2 separate regions of the Oryctolagus cuniculus genome follow, and region 2 is linked to region 1. The links are chromatin contacts, called in public Hi-C maps. All regions are on one chromosome and are shown on one strand. Each heading gives the region's core, a stretch centred on a gene start, on an enhancer-like site or on the middle of the called end of the contact. The rest is flanking DNA. Distances are from core to core; before and after follow the strand shown.

The links. Hi-C and Micro-C count contacts between places; a contact is called where the count stands out from the background.
Region 2: a contact with region 1 is called in a Hi-C map of an unstated tissue, with 3 times the contacts expected there. The contact joins two enhancer-like sites. A contact is called at or near these places in 3 of 6 Hi-C or Micro-C datasets (psoas muscle, skin fibroblasts and an unstated tissue).

Annotation. Positions count from the first base shown.
Region 1 is chr19:18,110,467-18,115,265 of mOryCun1.1, forward strand. The region is part of intron 16 of DNAH3 (dynein axonemal heavy chain 3); the gene reads left to right. Among named protein-coding and RNA genes, the nearest start is that of LDAF1, 54 kb to the left of the region's middle. Within about 2 kb of position 2,760, at least 1 of the 8 cell types and tissues checked has an H3K27ac peak or open chromatin away from gene starts, as enhancers often do.
Region 2 is chr19:18,244,847-18,249,645 of mOryCun1.1, forward strand. DNAH3 (dynein axonemal heavy chain 3) reads left to right here. Exons shown (of 62, transcript XM_051847854.2): 62 at 2-4,597. The coding sequence ends at 355. LYRM1 (LYR motif containing 1) reads right to left here. Exons shown (of 4, transcript XM_051847895.2): 4 at 4,130-4,799. Among named protein-coding and RNA genes, the nearest start is that of LYRM1, 30 kb to the right of the region's middle. Within about 2 kb of position 2,630, at least 1 of the 8 cell types and tissues checked has an H3K27ac peak or open chromatin away from gene starts, as enhancers often do.

The DNA of each region.
Region 1 (4,799 bases), core at 1,510-4,009:
ATGCTAGGGGGTTTAGAAATTGCCTACTTGGCAGCTTGTCTTTTCCAGTGTGAATGGGGCTGTAACCATTTATTCCTTCATTGTTTTTTTAAGACTTTTATTTATTTATTTATTTGAAAGTCAGAATTACACACAGAGAGAAAGAGAGGCAGAAATAGAGGTCTTCCATTCATTGGTTCACTCCCTAATTGGCTGCAAAGGCCGGAACTATGCCAATCCAAGGCCAGGAGCCAAGAGCTTCTTCCGGGTCTCCCATGCGAGTGCATGGGTCCAAGGACTTGGGCCATCTTCTACTGCTTTCCCAGGCCATACCAGAGAGCTGGATCGGAAGTGGAGCAGCCAGGACTCAAACTGGCACACATATGGGATACCAGCACTGCAGGCGGAGGTTTTACCTGCTACGCCACAGCGCCAGCCCCATATTCCTTTATTGTTTATCTATTCAGTTGGTATTGGTTATGAATTTTTACCATGTGCTGTGCTATATTCTAGATATGTATTGCATTTTACTGCTAAATAAATAGAGACAGAGAAAATAGAGACATGTTAGAAAATCCTACAGTGTCAAATGAAGTGGGTCAAGTGCCATACACAATGCTAAATACACACACACACACACACACACACCAGTGTGCAACACCTGATTATGGACCACTGAGTCATACCAGTTACCCTGTCTCATTCATGCATAAAACTCCCACTGCCAAATTTTAGCTGCCACAATCCCTGCAAACACTTACAAGAAAGGAAAAGGTTAGATAAAAGTGTGGCTTTCTGCACAGAATGGAAGTTTAGGATCACGGGTGAACCCTTTTAGTTGCTCTCTTAAAAATATGACCTAGGTCTGCTCCCCTAAAGATATGAAACATTGTGTATATGTGTATGTTTACCTACAACCTTGTTCTTCCAAATGGATACTGTCCACTGAGAATAGAACTTAGCCTGGGAGATGAAACTAACTTCTTTTTAAGTGAACAGACTATATTTTTGGAGCGATTCTAAATGTACAACTAAATTGAGCAGAAAGTACAAAGATTTCCTATGTACCTCCCTAGAACCCCATGAAACAAACTCACAACCTGTCCCATGGAACTCATTTTCATGCTTAATCAGGAAAGAAAATCATTCTTTGTTAGCTTGATGAATGAACAGGACCAGGTTTCTTCATCATTTTGAACCTTCTTGTTCCTCATTGGGAAAAAGGGATAACATTAGCACTGTCCTTACTGTTCTGAAGGATGAAATGGGACAGGCTGAGATTGGACTTACATGATACTTGACATTCCAGAACATTAAGCTTCCTTCTTTGTTCCACAATGAGAAAAATGCTCCCCAACTTGCAAACCACTGCTTTACAAGCATACTTGTAGAATATTACTGTTAAGACTCATGGGTAACAACAGGTGCTGTTGAAGAGAGTAAAGATCAGCCCTGGGAGAAGTGGAAACAGTTGTCGCTTGTGATGAGAGAACAGTGCTGGTTTCTTCCCTCTGTTGGGTGACTCTATGCAGGATCCCATCAACTGATATCCTGAGCTCTTGACAGCAGAGGTCAGCAGAGGAGCGGCGCTAGAGAAGGCTCAGTGAGGCATCCCTGGGCTGAGTCCTCCCTCTGTTGAACACTTAAGTCTTGTGTTCATTATTATGCATTAATCCTGAGAACAGTTTATGAGGGGGGTTGAGCAATAGTCACGCATTCATCCATCTTCTGTGAAAAACAATCCTGCTTCCTCTCCAAGAAACTTGGCCTTATTTTCCCAACCCACATTAATTTTTGGCTTCAGTACCAATTATTCTCCATTTGCTGCTCCCACCCCACCCCAATCCCCCCTCCTCCCACTCTGTCTGTGAGCCTCCAATTCCCTTATCTGTCAGATCCAGGCAGATCTCTGCCATTGGAGATTCCTGCAGGAGATTGGAGAGTAACTGGGGGGCTTTTTCTCTTTTCTCTCCCTGCACGGCCCTAGGGGCAGCCCTCTGGATGATGATGTCCAGTACATTCAGTGCAGTTCTCCTTGTCACCTCAGCCCTAGCTCTTTTAGGGCTTCTCTTATGAGTCTAATTTCTGGGTGTCTTACTATCTACTGTTTGTTCCTTTAGCCCTTAATCCATTTCTGTAAGTAGTCATTTCATTGAACTCTCTTTGAACATTAGAGTGAAATCTGCTTCCTACCAGAATTTTGACCAACCCACTGTCTTTAAACTCCTCTCTTAGACTCCAGGTGGTTCCTCAAGTACAACTCATTTATTCAACCTCATTTCCCAACTGCACACTATTATATATAATATTTATGACATGAAAGGACTTTGCAGACTCTAATGTGCTAAGCAATTACAAGAAATTAAGAACAATAATAACAGTAATATTGTAAGGTATACTGAGCTTATATACCATTGCCCTCTGGGAAGAATTCAAAACTGCTTTTATCAGAGATTTCTGTATGTGAGTACAGTATGTAGAGTCTCTAAAAGAATTTTAGCGATGTGAAAAGGCAACCTGCAGCCTCTAATTGAATAGGTAACAAAAGAATAATTGGCTTTGTCCCTTCATCCCCTCATTTTATCCAGCTCAATAATGGGTTCCATCATCCTGAAAGCTCCAGGGAACATACATGATAGTTAGCGTTAGGATGTGAGCTGCTCTCTGCCATCAAAGTACAACAGAAAAGCCTTCTAACCTACAATGGAAAATGACTGTTCTTAAATTTCCATAGAATGTTTGCAAAACTTGGCCATATTTTAGGACTCAAAAAATATTCTAAGGGACTTGTGTTGTGGCAAGCAAATTAAGCCACAAGCTACGACACCAGCATCCTGTATGAGCACTGGTTCAAGTCCTGGCTGCTCTACTTCCAATTCCCTTCCCTGCTAATGAGCCTAGAAAAGCAGTGGAAGATGGCCCAAATACTTGGGAAACAGATGGGGTTGCTGGCTCCTGGCTACACAGAACCAGAGGATGGAAGATTCATTTCATTTTCATTCTCTCTCTTTCTCACTCTCTCTCTTTCTCTCCACCCTCTTCCTCTTCCTCTCTCTGTGACTCCTTTCAGTAAATACAATAAATCTTTTTAAAAATGCTAAGAAGCAGAAATTATATAATAGTGTGTATTAGTTATCTGTTGCAGGATAAGAAACCATCCCAAAACACATAGCAGCCAAAAACAAAACAGAAATGTACTGTTGTGCAATTTCTGTGGGCTGAAAGCCTAGGTGCAGCTTTGCTGTATGCCTCTGATTCATGGTCTCCCTTAAAGTTGGGGTCAGAATGGGTGAGCATTCTGGGTGAGCATCTGATTCTGGTCTCACTCATGTGATTATTAGTGGAGTTCAGTTCCTCATAAGCTCTTGGCCAGAAGCTGCCCTCTCTCCCTTGCCATGTAGTCTCTCTACAGAATAGCTCACAGCATGGCAGCTGGTTTCCCCCAGAGCAAGAGAGAGCCTGAGAAAAAGAGTGAGCAAACAAGATATAAGTCAATCTATTTGTAGCCTAATCTTAAAAGTGGCATCCCATCCCTTCTATTCATTATATGGGCTAGAAGTGAGTTACTGGACCTAGCTCAAACTCAAGGGGAGCCAACTACTATGGGTATGAATATCAAGAGGTGGTGTTGTTAGGGATCAAATCGAGGCTGCCTGACACACAGTATAATGAGAAATGAAACCCAAATCAAATCACTTGCAAAATTAACTTTCTTAAATTACTTCTCAGAAAAAAAATTAAAGTTCCATTACAGAATTGACTCAGATAAGAGCCAAATTTGTGGAATGTCACTGAAGCTATTCTCATAACAAATTCCACTATTCACTCAGTGAATATTGATTGTTTTCTGTGTGCCCAAAACTCTGTTGAGTGGTGAAGATGCTCAAAACTCTATTGAGTGCTGAAGACACAACAAGGAATTAAGGAGACAAATTTTACATGTGTGTGTGTGTGTGTGTGTGTGTACTTTCTAGTGAATGTAAAAAAAACACTGTGTAGTCATTATTATGTACCAGACTAAGTTCTGAACATTTTTGATGTTAACCTTGACTTTAAGTAGATACTTTTACTATCCTCAAGTGACTTACCCAAGGCCACATAGCTACTAAATGGCAAAGTGGGGATTGTATCTAGTCTGTCTAGCTCCAGAACCCATCAATTTAACACTATATTATTTCTTTTTATTTTTTGACAGGCAGAGTGGACAGTGAGAGAGAAAAACAGAGAGAAAGGTCTTCCTTTGCCGTTGGTTCACCCTCCAATGGCTGCCGCAGCCGGCACACCACGCTGATCCGAAGGCAGGAGCTAGGTGCTCCTCCTGGTCTCCCATGGGGTGCAGGGTCCAAGCACTTGGGCCATCCTCCACTGCACTCCCTTGGCCACAGCAGAGAGCTGGCCTGGAAGAGGGGCAACCGGGACTAGAACCCAGTGTGCTAGCGCCGCAAGGCGGAGGATTAGCCTAGTGAGCCACGGCTCCGGCCAACACTATATTATTTGACCTTATTAGGAAGAGGGAAAGGTAAATTTGAGACCCACTAATAATATAGCTGAATGGATAAATCTCTGGAAACATCTCTCCTGATCACTGTAGCTAAAGTAGCCTTCCACTTCCATCTGCCGGTCAGTCTACCCTGTTTTATTTTCTTCAGAACATTTATTGCCATCATAAGCATATCATTTCATCTTTATCTCCTCTGTAGACTTACCCATCCATCCATCCTTCCATCCTTCCATCCCTCCATCCCTCCCTCCAAGTTTATTGTGTACAAGCACCACAAGGGTAGAGAGCTTGATAACATACTTCACAACTATAGTCCCAA
Region 2 (4,799 bases), core at 1,380-3,879, 130 kb after region 1:
GGTAACCACACAAGAAACTGTCATGGAGAATAACCCAGAAGATGGGGCCTACATAAAAGGGCTCTTCCTAGAAGGTGCTCGTTGGGACAGGAAAACAATGCAGATTGGAGAGTCTCTCCCCAAAATCCTCTATGACCCATTGCCTATCATTTGGCTGAAACCTGGGAAGAGTGCATTGTTTCTGCATCAGAACATTTACGTGTGTCCTGTCTACAAAACTAGTGCCCGGAGGGGCACCCTGTCTACCACTGGCCACTCCACCAACTACGTCCTCTCAATTGAGCTCCCTACAGATCTGCCGCAGAAGCACTGGATAAACCGTGGGGTGGCCTCACTGTGCCAGCTGGATAACTGATGCCTTTTGTCTCAAAATGAATAGTAAAAAGCATTTCATTTTCCACTACAGCCTCACTTTCTTTTCCTGAGAGTCACATGATATGATGATGATGACAATGATGAATACATTGGTAGACCAACTGCTGTGAGCCAGGTATTTCACGGCGGCCCTATAAAGTGGGGGTCGTCATTATTATCCTTATTTTATGGCTATAGAAAAAGTGATACAAGAAGGTAAGCAATTCTCCCAAAGCAAGTAGCTACCAAAGTAGAATTTAACACTGGCAGTGGCATTATTCAACTTAGAGTGTAGTCGTTTGGCTCAGCTCCCCTGTGATAAGTTTCTTCCTATTAATTGTCACAGTATTTCAGTCACTTCCTAGTCTAGCTACATGGACTAATGGCAAAAAGCTTAGGCCATGCTGATTTGTGATACACTGTGGAAGTACTTCTCACAACATGCTTATGCAGTAGGTATTATCATGATCTCCAAAATGCAAAAATGGAGATTTGAAAAATTAAGTACCATTTTACAACTAATCAGTGGTGGCACTGGGTGGGACCCAGTTGCTTTTCTGTTAACCCACACAGATGGGCTGTCATTTCAGGAAGAAAGGAGAGGTAAGAGAGGCATATTTGTTGTATGCATACTGTGTTAGCATTTGTGTCAGCATGCCTTTAGATAGCTCAGTTCATCCTGTGTTGGGAATGGCTGTCTCGCCCTCTGGAGGCTCAAAGCAACTAAGCAACTTGCTTAAGATCCCCTACCTCCGTCTGATTCCAGAGCCAGGTTTTGAACTGAGATCTGTCTGGCTCTTGAACTCGTGCATTTTTCGCTGCCACATGCTGCCTTCCTGCCAAAGCCTTGGCTATGTTGTGATGCAGAATCTTAGAAGAGATATGTAGCTCCAACTACGCAACCGAGTCCAAGAACTTTTCAGTCCCTGGGGCCAGCTGGAAGAGAATCCTGAGGGAGATAAAAATCAACCGCTCGATGAGTTACTTCTCTGCTGTCTGTCTCGCTCCAGGTGGCTTCTTTCAGGGCATGCCATTGGTCCCCTCACAGCTGAACAGCCATGAGGCTATCTGAGAGTCAGTGTGCCTGCCCCAGCTTTTCTGCCTTGAAGAAATTTCTTCAAGGAGAAATGTCTCGACTGAGGGTCTCTAATTTTTTTCCTAAATGTGGGAAGCTTCTGTGAACCAAATAAACATATTCAGAGACCTTTACTTTCAGTTTCCTCGTGGTGCCTTCTGACTGAAGGCTCTGAATTCTGAGATTAGCAAACCATCCAAGTGATCCTAGAGATAAAGCGGAAGAAGTTCTTCTAGTCTTGCTGGGGCCATGAAAATACAGTAAGGAGGAGCCAGTCTCCTTCAGCTCGAAGTAGGTAGCTTAATAGTTATTTTTTTTTAAATAATTTTTAAAATATTTAGTTAATTAGTTATTTTACAGAAAGAGGACAGAGAGAGAGAGAGAGAGCTCTTCCATCCACTATTTCATTCCCCCAAATGGCAGCAATGACAGCCTATGCCAGTCTAAAGGCAGGAGCCAGGAGCTTCTTCAGGTTTTCCCACATGGATGCAGGGACCCAAGCACTTGGGCCATCTTCTGCTGCTTTCTCAGGTGCATTAGCAGGGAGCTGGATCAGAAGTGGAACAGCTGGGATTGAACCGACACCCATAAGAGATGTTGATATTGCATTACCCTCTGTGCCACAAAGCTGGCCCCTATTTTTTTCCTTCTAGAAATAAACAACATTTTCCGATGGGGTTAAAGAAATCAAAACGAACAGATAACTGGGACTGGCACACTGTTCCAAGTAAGACTATTAGTCACATGAGATGGAAAGATGGTTGGGACCCCATATCTCTGAATTTTGGACTGGTAGGTAAGTCATATTGCAAGCTATAAAAGAGCTGGCAGTGAGGGGGTTGCTAAGAGAACAACCGAATTTTAATTACAGTTCTCTAACCCCAGCTCCAGCAACAAAAAGCTGAGTGAGGCAGGGAGTGTCTGTATTCTTCCTCAGGGGTCAAGGGACAGAATGTTTTCGTATGATGGATTGAATTTTTGTAATTTAAAAAATTCCCTCTGCTTTGAAGAGATTGCCCTACATTTAAGGTCATTTTCTGCTGGGGCCAATGTGGTAATGTCTCCTCCTGGGAAAAAGCAATATGCTCTTCAGAAATCATGGGGAGTTAGAGGCTGGAGTCCTGGGGCAGAGATGGCCAGAAATCAGCTTGGTGAGACACTGCAGGCTTTGCCTATAAATAGCTCAGCAGATGACATCAGACAAACCTTGTCACCAAGCTATTCCTTGCTCTTTACAAATCTAGCTGTTGGGTAAACAGTTGTGCTCAGTCCTTGTCAGCACTGGAAGAAAATTGCATTGACAGAGGGACTGTAGGGAAGGCAGGTTCTACCTTTTAAAGACAGAAGATGGGGATTTTATAGTTTGGAGGAAAACACAGAGTGGGAGTGGTGGCACAATAGTTTTTAAGATGCTGGCTGGAATGCTGCATCCTGAGTCCCCACTCTGGCTTTCAGTCCAGCTTCCTGGTGATGTGTATCCTGGGAGGCAGCAAATGACAGCTCCCGTGCTTGGGTCTCTGCCCCCCATGTGGGACAGGGATGGCATTCTGGGATTCTGGCTTCACCCTGGCCCGGCTCTACATATTGTGGGCTTTTTATTGTTCTGCTGTGCAAATATATATAAATAAAAAAAAAAAACTTTTAAAAACCAGGTTATATGAAAGGTTTGGTAGTAAATTAACTGTATTTTTGTGTGAGAGTATATACATCTTTGCAAAGGGAGTATATAAAACTCATATTTAGGTAGGATCACTGACATATAGAAGATATTGAAAGGCTGGCTAGCAATTAGATGGACCTCCACCATGGAGGAGTTTGGGTAAGAAGGGTGACTACTCCTCTTAGTAGAGTGAAGCAAACATTGCACCTTGAGGGAGGAGCGTTTGGTGCAGCTGTTGAGATGTGTCTTGAGCCACCTGCATCCCATGTCAGAATGCCTGGGTTCCAGTCCCAGCTCCATTTCTGATCCAGCTTCTTGATATTTTGCACCCTGGGATGCAACAGGTGATGGCTCAAGTAGTTAGGTCCCTGCACTCACATGGGAGATCCAGATAGAATTCCTAGCTCCTGGCTTCAGCCTGGCCTACCCCCAGCCCTTTTTTGGCATTTGGGAAGTGCACCAGTAGATGGAGATAACTGTCTCTCTGCCTTTCAAATAAATTTAAAATGCTATCTTGAGTTACTTAGAAAGGCACCATTGTGGAGATGGGCAAGCCATATCTCACCCTGTCCAGCACAACCAGTTTTTCCTCCTGTGCAGGAACAGATCACTGTTTCACTCCCGACCACCAGATAAAGTCATTGGTTTGCGTTCACAGAACCTATATTACATGGGAAATACTTAACTTTAAATATTAGAATCATCTGTAGGCAGAAAAATGCTTCCATTAAAAGATGGGCTGGAAGTGGAGTAGCTGAAGAAGCAGATTCATGCCTTCCAGTTCAAACAAGGCTGGGATATGTGCTCATATTTACATTTACATCTCTGTCTCTTCACCAAAGGCCTACAGCTCCATTTGTGTTAACTGCATATGCTGTTGCTCCGCTGACAACAGTATATTTATTCTCCTTGTCATTGCCCAAACCCGGTAATATTTGCCCTGGCATTAAAAAAAGCATGCTCCCGTTTATACAAGTAGGATACAAGTGCTGCTTCTGAGAGTCCCAAGCCCATTTTGGAAAAGAAGACAAAGAGCAAAATTAATAGAGATTTGTCTTTATTGGTGATGCCCATCCTCTTTGGAGGTAAGAGGAAATGACACTGATGCACAAATGACTCGACAAGGGACTCTGACTCCATACATGCAGGGCTGTAAATTCTTTGTGTTTTGATCTATCTGTCTCACTTGTGTTTAGACATAATCTGAAAGCCAACTGGGGCCTTGTATTTTTAATTATGTTAAGGTAAAACATTCAGAATGAATGCAGTATGAGTTTCAAGTGAGCTTTACAGATCTTAAGTGCATCTTTAAGATAACCATATGCAATTTAACTATGACATGTACTTTTCTTTATGTGTATGGGGGAGGAATGGTTCATATAAAAATTCTTTGAGAAACTACAGTCAATTCAGTGATGCCCCTTTTAAGGGGAATCAAAGAGCACACTCAGAAAACCCTACTTTTACGCAAATCTTTAACTTGGAAAAAAAAAAAGTTTAAAAACATTCCGAGGGTGGCATGCAGTTTTATAGCAGTCATGAGGACTTTCAGCAGTTTGCATCAGCTGGTCTGTCGGTGAACAGCATTCCCGTGAGAAGCTCCATCACTCTCATCCTTCCTCCCACAGGACTTAGTCTTATCTCCAACAGTGTTTTCAGGGCGCTTAAGGCCCCTGACCTCCAGGTTAATGTCATCCACTCAGGCAGCAA